Linked DNA regions of Zea mays: all the other regions are linked to region 2. The links are chromatin contacts, called in public Hi-C maps. All regions are on one chromosome and are shown on one strand. Each heading gives the region's core, a stretch centred on a gene start, on an enhancer-like site or on the middle of the called end of the contact. The rest is flanking DNA. Distances are from core to core; before and after follow the strand shown. Region 1 holds the start of LOC103634814 (protein SUPPRESSOR OF K(+) TRANSPORT GROWTH DEFECT 1). Region 2 holds the start of LOC100277683. Region 3 holds the start of LOC100381699 (DNA damage-binding protein 2).

The links. Hi-C and Micro-C count contacts between places; a contact is called where the count stands out from the background.
Region 1: a Hi-C map of ear shows a contact between it and region 2, with 2.5 times the contacts expected there. The contact joins the promoter of LOC103634814 here to the promoter of LOC100277683 in region 2. A contact is called at or near these places in 4 of 25 Hi-C or Micro-C datasets (bundle sheath, ear, endosperm and 1 more).
Region 3: a contact with region 2 is called in a Hi-C map of ear, with 2.5 times the contacts expected there. The contact joins the promoter of LOC100381699 here to the promoter of LOC100277683 in region 2. A contact is called at or near these places in 6 of 25 Hi-C or Micro-C datasets (ear, leaf and tassel) and 2 of 3 datasets of contacts at active chromatin or transcription factors (leaf and seedling).

What each region holds. Positions count from the first base shown.
Region 1 is chr8:14,006,852-14,010,622 of Zm-B73-REFERENCE-NAM-5.0, forward strand. LOC103634814 (protein SUPPRESSOR OF K(+) TRANSPORT GROWTH DEFECT 1) reads right to left here and starts at 1,701. Exons shown (of 8, transcript XM_008657403.3): 1 at 952-1,701; 2 at 178-283. The coding sequence starts at 1,690.
Region 2 is chr8:14,180,590-14,184,038 of Zm-B73-REFERENCE-NAM-5.0, forward strand. It overlaps LOC100277683, which reads left to right and starts at 1,801. Exons shown (of 11, transcript NM_001151186.2): 1 at 1,801-2,189; 2 at 2,637-2,703; 3 at 2,795-2,865. The coding sequence starts at 2,074.
Region 3 is chr8:14,026,002-14,029,490 of Zm-B73-REFERENCE-NAM-5.0, forward strand. It overlaps LOC100381699 (DNA damage-binding protein 2), which reads right to left and starts at 1,905. Exons shown (of 11, transcript XM_008657404.3): 1 at 1,496-1,905; 2 at 924-1,014. The coding sequence starts at 1,807.

The DNA.
Region 1 (3,771 bases), core at 451-2,950, 170 kb before region 2:
TATGTAAGATAGATATAGTAAGAGTTCAGACATATGACAGCCAAAGGAAGCATATCAAGAGATATGCAGCAAAAGCTTAAAACAGTTTTTGTTTCAAAACCAAAGCATAAAAAGAACATGTCTATAAAAGAGCAAACTAAAGGGAACTGGTGTAGTGATGAATATACAATTATCTACCTGAAAAATGTTGAATCAGCCTCGGTTGCGACGGCTTTTGCCAAGTAAGACTTTCCTGTTCCAGGAGGGCCATATAAAAGAAACGCCCTCCAAGGCCTCCGCTTGCCTAAGGGATAGCATTCTTCATTAGTTCATACTGGCAAACAAACCATTCAAAATTGAAAATAAATTTTTACCAGGTCAATAAATTCTAGATTTGAATCAAGTAGCCAGTCATAATCTTTGGTACAAAACTAGCAGAATAATCATATGAATGCAATTGTGCATATATTCTTAAAATAGCATGTTTGATCCTTTTGAATTTTGAATTGAACCATCTTTCAGTTCACACTTTTTAACATGAAAAGGGGTTGTTGTTTTAATCCCAGTTGATATCGATATTCTGTGTAGGTAATTTAACAGTTAGCAATGCTCTTGAAAGGTTTACCAACCGAAAAATAACCTAAGTAGTCAAACATATGGCCTCTAGAAATGGTCTCGCCCAACAACATAAATCATCATGTAAAAATGAAAACAAAAAAATCATAGCGCCGGTTATCAATCAATCAAATATTCGATAATCACTTTCGACAGCAAAAGATGTTTCGTTATTCGCTACCTAACAGTGGATAGTTGTATCAACCCTAGCTCACCCCCCATCCAATTTAACAAATATAATAAAGATCTGCAAAGCCTTTGCGACCCCATAGCAAGGCACCATAACGATTACAATCACGAAACTTTTATCAGGATCAAAGAATAAAAAGAAAAAAAAAAGGATAACCCGTAGCTCACCCGTGAAGAACTGTGGGAACTTGACCGGCAATATGACGGCCTCCTGCAGAGCTTGCTTGGCGCTCTCGAGGCCAGCAACGTCGTTCCACTTGACGTTGGGCTTCTCGGTGATGATGGCAGAGTTGAGCCCCGCCCTGAGCTTGGACTGCTCGGAGTCATCCCCTCCGTTGCCCCCGTCGCCGTCCTTGCCCTTGGTCTTGGGGCGCGTGGCGACGGCTGCGTCACCTCCGTTGGCCCCCGGCCCCGCGCCGCCCTCGTCGAGGACGGCCCGGATCTCCTCGGCGCGGCGGAGGTACTCGGTGAACTTGGCGGTGATGGCCTCCTTGATCTTGGGGTTCTTCTCGTACTTGAGATGGGTCTTGAAGTACTCGAGCGCGTTCATGTAGAGAGGGAACGCCTTGACGTAGTTGCCGGCATTGTCCTCCTGGACCGCCTGCTTGACGTACTCGATCGCCTGCTCCTTGAAGTTGCTATACATCGGGGTAGGCCCAGAGGCGCCGCCTCTGCGGCGGATAGGAGGGGGGATCGGCCGGATTGGGCACCGCAGCGGCTGATTCGGGACGGGAGGGGAGCGGAGGCGGCGGGCGGTTGATTTGTGCTGGGGTTTGACGCGGTGAGGAGAAGACGGGGTGCGCAGGAGGAAAGGGGAACGAAGACGAGACGAGACGAGGGAGAGGAAAGGAAAAGATGGGAAGGGAGAAGCGTGTTTTGGCTGCGGAGAAAAAAGAATAGGTGGCATTCATTTGCCTATCTTTACTGTATGATGGTGATGCTATAGGCTTAACGTATAATTTTGTTTCATTAAACCGTATAAAGAATATTAGAGATGTATCTTAGAATTGCCAGGCAATCTCAAACCAACTCGTGGTTTTTCATGATCCAGGCCCATTTAGCAAGGATTTAGTTGCTTAACGTTTACATAGACGAACTAGTCAGACTCTTTGCGGTAGAAATGTCTTTTTTATTGCTAGATCTAACTATAAGTGGGTTTAGTAGATAATTTCTCAAACTACTTTTCTCTAGGTACATCGGAATCTCCAAACAACCCAAAACTACGTCTTACAGAGAAACTTAAGAATCACGTTCTTCAAAGACTAGGATTTTGAATGAACAAGAAATATTTCTCAGATTTACTTGAGAATTAGAAACCGTAAACCTATAATTCCCCTAAGAATCAGAATAGATTTGTCGGGGACCATAATTAGGGGTACCCTCAAGACGCCTAATTCTCAGCTGGTAACCCCCATCAGCATAAAGCTGCAAAGGCCTGATGGGCATGATTAAGTCAGGGATCAGTCCACACGAGTGACTCGATCACGCTTCACCCGAGCCTAGCCTCGGCCGAAGGCAGCCGACCTCGAGAGACTTCCGTCTCGCCCGAGGCCCCCTTTTTATGGCGGACACATCACCGGCTCGCCCAAGGCCTTGGCTTCGCTCAGAAGCAACCTTGACTAAATCACCACACCGACTGACCAAATTGCAGGGGCATTTAACGCACAGGAGGCCTGACACCTCTATCCTGACACGCGCCTCCAGCAGAGCCGAGGTGACCGCCGTCACTCCACCGCTCCACTGGCCAGTCTGACAGAAGGACAGCGCCGCCTGCGCCACTCCGACTGCAGCGCCACTCGACAGAGTAAGTCTGACAGGCAGTCAGGCCTCGACAAAGGCGCCACGGCAAACTCCGCTCCGCCCGACCCCAGGGCTCGGACTCGGGCTAAGACCCGGAAGACGGCGAACTCCGCTCCGCCCGACCCCAGGGCTCGGACTCGGGCTAAGACCCGGAAGACGGCGAACTCCGCTCCGCCCGACCCCAGGGCTCGGACTCGGGCTAAGACCCGGAAGACGGCGAACTCCGCTCCGCCCGACCCCAGGGCTCGGACTCGGGCTAAGACCCGGAAGACGACGAAACTCCGCCTCGCCCGACCCCAGGGCTCGGACTCCGCCCTGGCCTCGGCCGAACGACTTCCGCCTCGACCGACCCCTTGGCTCGGGCTCGGCCACGGCAACAGAAGGCAGACTCAACCTCGGCTTCGGAGGAAACCCCACGTCGCCCTGCCTAGGGCACAGACCGCCACGTCAACAGGAGGCGCCATCATCATCCCACCCCGAATCGACTCGGGTCACGGAGAACAAGACCGGCGTCTCATCCGGCCAGCTCCGCCAGAGAGGCAATGATGGCGCTCCACAAGCTCTATGACGACGGCGGCCCCTAGCTCTCTTACGGAAGCAGGACAACGTCAGCAGGGACTCGACCGCTCCAACAGCTGTCCCTCCATCAGGCTCCGCCGCACCTCCAACAGCCACGACATCACGCCAGCAGGGTGCCCAGATCTCTCCGGCTGCCACATTGGCATGTACCTAGGGCGCTAGCTCTCCCTCCGCTAGACACGTAGCACTCTGCTACATCCCATTGTACACCTGGATCCTCTCCTTACGACTATAAAAGGAAGGACCAGGGCCTTCTCAGAGGAGGTTGGCCGCGCGGGACCGAGGACGGGACAGGCGCTCTCTTGGGGCCGCTCGCTTCCCTCACCCGCGTGGACGCTTGTAACCCCCCTACTGCAAGCGCACCTGACCTGGGCGCGGGACGAACACGAAGGCCGCGGGACTTCCACCTCTCTCACGCTCGGCTCCGGCCGCCTCGCCTCTCCCCCCTTCGCGCTCGCCCACGCGCTCGACCCATCTGGGCTGGGGCACGCAGCACACTCACTCGTCGGCTTAGGGACCCCCCTGTCTCGAAACGCCGACAGTTGGCGCGCCAGGTAGGGGCATGCTGCGTGCTGACGAACAGCTCCCCGTCAAGCTCCAGATGGGCAG
Region 2 (3,449 bases), core at 551-3,050:
AAACCAACTGGATGACAATAAATCAGTAGTGAGGGGAAGAAGCCTATGTGAGGAGAAAAACACAAGGACATACTATTCTAGATCCAACCATTGCGTCTAACTATTAGCTAGGATTCAAACACCACTGGGAACATTATTAGTTATCCATGTTTAGGTAGCTATAATTTTTAGCCAATTCTAATGATTAGTTCTAGTCCATCCAAATCGGTTCTTAGTCCAATTAAAGTTTACATGGTCAAGTTTAGACGACTAAAGTTTAGTGTCATGTTGTTTGGAAACATGGAATAATAAGAGCGATTAACAACTAGTTAGGCTAGACCCAAAATTACTCCACCTCTTAGGTAGCAGTAGGTTTAAGGGAGGATGGAGGACATGTTAGGGCAATCATATTTTAGTGGTGCTTGATTGAGTGGCAAGATGGACGGAGTCATCCCTAAATGGTTATATATTTCCTTTAGATTTGGTACATTCACCTACAATTAGAGGAACTCAGACATCCTTCACAACCAAGTGTTAGTGTGCTTTCCTCTTCTTCTCGTAGGCTTGCCTAAATTGGAGCTCGTAGAGGTGGTTGCCAGAGATGGCATGGAGCTCTAGTGTGAACCCTTAATGGATCTAGTGCAAGCTCCTGCAAGGATCACTGCAGATAGCTCCTTTAGGTGGAGGAAACCCATTGGGGCAGATGTGGTGGAGCTGATCGAGAAATATATGGAGCTCTTGCGGGTCAAGGTGATTGAGGATGGGCAGATGTGGTGAGTATGCCCAAGGATGGCATGGTTGGCCAGAGGAGGGCGAACATGTGTGATTGACAACGACAGGTGGAGGTAGCTTGGTGACTAGAGGTGGGTTGCCATCCATGGAGGTGCATGGAGCAGGTGTCAAGGGCCACATCAATGACGACTATTTATGTGCTTGGAGGCTGCGTGGCTAACACTAAGACCCCCATTAACATCTAGTGGTGGAGCTTGATCTAAGATGGAAAGGACCATGCATCAAATGTCACTAGGTTATGAAAAAATCAAGATTATTTTCAAGTGCAATAAGATAATGAGAAACAAGATTTGTGCGGAATCATATATAACACAGGGGTTATGCCCATGTTAGCTTAATAGCTTATATTACATCCGTTCTCGAATATTTGTCACCCGCTAGTTCATTTTTTAACTAAACCGAGACAAATAAAAAAGAACGGAGGGAGTACTAAGTTTTGCCCCTCCTAACATCAGAGGCAAACTAAAAACAATAGATAACATATAGTTTATTACCATGATGTCTATTATATGAACCAAATAAAAAACAGAAACACTTCCGCTCTCTCAAAACCACGTAATAGGTTTATCTGGTTCAACCCATTTAGTTAAACTAGACTAAATTTTAGCCCCCATCCTAAATTAAAAATTATTTTACCTATTTATCAGATTCATACAATAATTAATGTATTTCTTTTATATATATATATATATATATATATATTCATACGAGTATAGACATAAAAAGCTAGAGCTAAAACGACTACTATTTTAGATCGGAGAGAGTAATAATTATAAAGCCAAAGTTTAATCCAGCGATCCAAAGGGACGTAGGTTTTCAAGAATTTGCCGAGAAAAAGGCACTCCTGTATTTAGCAAGGTGGTCAGAACAAAACCATGCTCAAACTGCACACTTACACATCACCGAATATTGTATGGGAAGAGTTCAAGATCGCTGGTCCCCACTACTCCCCAATTATTTGCAAAAAAACCGCAATTTGGCCGCCGGAAACCATTCGCTCATCAAGGCGAGGAGATGAGATCTTGCAGCGGAGAGCATATGCCTACAAAGTTCTCACCCCAGCTGGTTCCCTCCAATATTCCCCTCCGACGATGGAATATCCCCGCAGTTCCAACCCAGGCCCGCCTTCTTCATCGTCTTCAGTCCTTCTCCCGCTTATATACGCAACGGCGACCTCGCCCTCTTCCTTGCTCGTACAAATCATCACACGCAGCCACGCAGGTAGAACACAAGCGCCGTGCACGCTTGCGCAAGCCCAAGGATTGCCGCTCTGCTCTGTCTCCTCCGGTGGCCGCAGGGGCAATGGCGATTGGCGGGAAGGAGGTCAAGGATGACCTGGAGGAGGCGCCGCCGCCGGTCCTGGACGAGGCCATGCGGCCGCGCCGCGTCGCGCTCTTCGTCGAGCCGTCTCCGTTCGCGTAAGCCTCCTCGTCGGACCCTGCTATGTTGTTTCCATTTTTTTTTCTTGGTGCGGGTTTTGTCAGGGTTGGTTCTTGTGCGCACTCTTGGCTGGATCCATGAGGTTATCCCCAGACCCCGGGAACGGCGAAGGTTTTCACTCTGACTGAGCCCTGAGTCGATGTCCTTCCAAGCTCTCTATTGTTTGCCGAAAAAGTTTGGATCTTTCTTGGGAATTGGGATTTGTGAAGAGTGGATAGAAGTGGATTAAGATTTCAGCTAATTTAATGCCACGATTAAGAACGAAACTAGCTGAGCTTAGTAGAATTCACGAAGAAAGACGAATGAATCATAATGGTCAGTTATATAACTTGTAAGGTCTGCCAGAAAAGAAGCATATCCTAGACTGTTTTTTTCATGAGAATGCTCTCACTATTGCAACTAACTCTGCGTCTTGGTGTCTGCAGATACATCTCTGGGTATAAGAACCGGTTCCAGAACTTCATCAAACATTTGCGAGAAATGGGGGACGAGGTGCGTGTTTTACTGTCATTTGGTAAGGTCGATATTAGAGGGGCAGCAGATTAGTTGGTGTCGATTAATTTGGTTTAGTTGTATTCTTCAGGTCATTGTTGTGACCAATCATGAGGGAGTTCCCCAAGAGTTCCATGGCGCCAAGGTTATAGGTTCATGGAGGTAAGTCTTCCAGGATGCTTGTGCCAACTTCTGTCTTAAAATATCAGTAGCAGTTCAGGCAATATTTTATGAAGGCCTGAGTTTTCTTGTTGCTGTTCAAACAATGAATTGAGAATGCCTACTCTGTATAAAAGCTGCCACTAAGAAACATTTGCTGCGCTTCTACTCCGTACGAAGGAGAGACTTTAATCCAGATCATAACTATACCTTACCTAAAAGAATAATATGCCTTGGAACTGTTCCTTATGCTACTGCATCGAATCGTCTGGTTTCAGACTTATTCATTTAATTAGTATAACTGAATTAATAAGTGAGCACAAGTACAATAGCTCGTCTATTTGCCAAAACAACAACAACAAAACATTTTAGTTCCGTATGAGTTGGGGTAGAGTGCGATAGCTGAGTTGATTAGGTGGTCTGAGTAGCACTTCTCAAGTCCTGGGTTCGATTCCCTGTGAGAACGAATTTTCGTGTTGTGGTTTAAAAAATTTCCTCGTCTCACACCAAATCACAGGTCTAAGGTCCGGTCACGGTATGGGCTACGGTGCCATTGTGTATGGGTGGGACATGGGTTTTCTCGATCT
Region 3 (3,489 bases), core at 655-3,154, 150 kb before region 2:
GGAAGCAGCTTTAAATCCCTGGGTGTTATCTTCTTCTGGTAGTTACAGCAGAAAATTGGCTTTTAATGCTATGTTTGTTGGCACCATCAGGTTCTCTCCTTGGAAAAGGATTTGCAAGATTTGGGCTTTAGGAAACTGCAAATTTTTTATTTGGCTGGCCATCAATAGCCGCTGCTGGACTTCAGACTGTTTGGCCAAATGTGGGTTGTCCCATCAGCCAGCCTGCCCCTTTTGTGACCAAGCAGTGGAAACAATCAACCATGTGCTTTCTTCCTGTGTGTTTGCCACGGAGGTTGGACTTTGGTGCTACAAAGATTAAATCAGATTGTGAGGCCACCTGATGCTGATATTAGCCTAAATTCCTGGGTGTCGAGCACCTGCATCTTTGCCTAAGGAGGCGCGGAATGCTAGTCTCCTGGGAGCTGTGGAGACATAGGAGTGTATGTGGCTTTGAGAGAGTTAAGCCGGATACACAAAGTGTGATTCAGTCGGTGGCCGCTGAAGGGCATTTGTGGTGTCTAGCTGGAGTACCACCCTTCCAGGATTTTGTCCTAAGGGTCGTGCTTGTGTGTTTATCTTTCTTTTGCATGTGTGTGCTGTATTGTTTTACCGTTGGAGCTTCTAATCCTCAGGAGGGGTACCTCTTTTCTTTCTTAATGAAATGGCACACGAAAACACAAGGAAATAATACTGATGCTGGTTCACCATTGCAACTTCTTTCAGTTTTTTTCTCTTTCACATAAATAATTAGCATGATATAAACTGTATTAAACAGTAGTAGGCAACCCCTCCTGGTCTTTTCAAAAATAATAATTAGCCTAACCTAATTTCATTGGCGTTAGTTTAAACAAGAATCCTTCGACAATACTAACATGAACACTAATTTAGTGACTCTTGTACCACAAAAGCTTAGAGCTCACAACCTGGCATCTTGCATAAGAAGCAAGGCTTCATGGGGCAGTCGATGTACACAGCCCCCTTGAACCCTGCCTGGTGCCCTGTCCTTTTGCACGCCTGCAACCAGGCACAACGAAGAACACATGAAAACCCTAGCGCGAGAAATGCATACGAAGGGAATCATAGACACTACACCATTGTAAAAGAAAATCTTTGCGACAAAGAAACTCGAAATATTGCTGAAGTGAACAGAAAAGGAGGCGCCATTACAAACCAAACGCATAACGGATAGACATTTCCCATTGGGTCCAAAGCGCAGGTAGAATAACATGTTATACAAGAAAAATAACAGCCCGTTTTTCGTATTCGAAATTAGGAATTAGGCAATAACGGATACATTGAGCGACCCTTCCTAATCCAACCCCAAATGGTCAAAATGAGCGTGAAAACGAAACGTTTTCTATCTCTAAAATTCAAGTTGGGATCCAGGCCCCAGAAATAAGCCGTCTTTCTGAACACACATGGAAGGCACATAGCAAGAACTGAACATGGGGCAAAATAGCTACAAAGTCTTGAGATTTATTGCACCGACCACTACCTTGCACACTTTCTTCAGGCTAATGGTGATCGAGCCCTTCCTTCGGCCCCTCTTCTCCCCCGCCGCCGCAGCTGCGGGTGGCTGCTTGGGCGCAGGCTCGGCAGCGACCGCTTCCTCTTCTTCCTCGTCATCGACGTCCTCTCCGGAGGCTTCGGCATCTTCTTCCTGATCTCCTTCTTCGTCGGAGGATGAGGAGGAGCTATCCATCTGCTGCTGCTCCTCGTCGGAAGCCTCCTCGACAGCGTGCCGCCCGCCTCGGCGGCGGCGGCGGCGGCGATTGTAGACGAAGTGAGCGCGGGTTGTGGGGCCCATGTGTCCCCAACAGGGTTCAGGTCTCGGGAGGCGGGAATGGGGAGACGTGGAGGGGAACGGCAGGCGAGGCGGTTGGTCTGGGCTGTGGTGGGGTTTATGAGTTCGGCGTCTGCTTAGCTTTATGGCTAATTTAGATTAACCATTTTTTCAAGAAATTTATTTAATAAAAGTTTGGAAAATCGGATTAATTCCTCTATAGTCTCCTTCATTTTTTTTTCTTCTATCTCATAGAAAAAAGGTGTATCCAAACTAGTCTAATGTTAATGTCTTACTCTAACTGTCCTAAAATATAATGTGTTTTAGACTAAATATATATTCATTAATTAACCTATAAATATGGTTTGTATGTATGTTTATATTTATTATCATTCATTTAAAGTAAAAAAACTAGAAAGAACTATATTTTGCCTCAAGGTCAGATTTTTTGTAAGAGTTTTATGATGAAAAACTTTCTATCCACGAGAGAGAGTAATAAACTATATTCAGTGAGATTAGATATCTATGACCATTTGCCTACAATAAGATATCTATGACCATTACAACTTATAACAAAAAATGTACAATATTTGTCTTAGCTAGATTTGCCAATTTTTTCCTTACTATTAATTGTGTTTACACATACTAAATTAATACTTCATGTATCTAAACTTTTAAACTAAATATATATTATTATAAATATAGTTGGTATGTATGTCTATATTTATTTGAATGCGTGACTAGAAACAACTATATTTTAGAACCATGGATAATAGTCTACATATCTACTCAGATGCCTTGATAAATTAAAAAAAACTCACCTTTCATCTTCGACACAAACAACCTGATTTTAATGCGACGTTTAGATTAAAGATGTACAGTATTATTGAAGTGAGCTGACCTGTGAAATTTGTTGCCACGATCAACTTCTCAGCACCAGGAACGGGATGAGCAGCGTCGCCTGCTCTCTCTCTAGCGGCCACTCGTGACTCGTGTAAAGCCAACAATGAATAGTCTTGCGGCCTATTCGTGACCCAACGACTCTGAACTAGCCATTCAATTATAAGGATTTCCCCCCTAAAGTGCCCTAGTAGTTTTCTTTATTCCCAAAAAAATAGATATATTTCTTCGGTCGCAAAATAAATAGTTTTAAAAATAATTTTGATACATTAAAGACACTAACAAAATACACATATATCACCATCTTCTTTTCTTTTCCTGATAATATCTTATGTACATTTACCATCTGTATAAACTCTTAGTTAGCTTCCGAGCTTTAAATTAATTTTGGTGATGTTGACAGTTGATACTTTTTTTATGATAATACTGGTTAACTCCGCAAGCACAGAAGATATTGATGCAGCACTTCGCTCAGTAGTATACTGATGTCAAATTTATATTTTAGCGCTAAGAAAGCATATGCTTAAGATGATTGAAGAATATAATTTATTATGATTAAGTCTCAAGCAATCATACGGCTTTAGTATGGAGTAAACGATAACGGCTGCTATTTTCTTTATTTGTAATATTTGTAACGGATAATGAAAGGGAATTAGACTTACACCTAGTTCCTAAATAATTTTGGTGGTTTAATTGCCCAACACAAACAATTGGACTAACTAGTTTGCTCTAATAAGTTATACAGGTATCAAAGGTTCACAACAAGCCAATTAAAAGACCAAAGTTGGGTTCAAAATAGAGAGCTA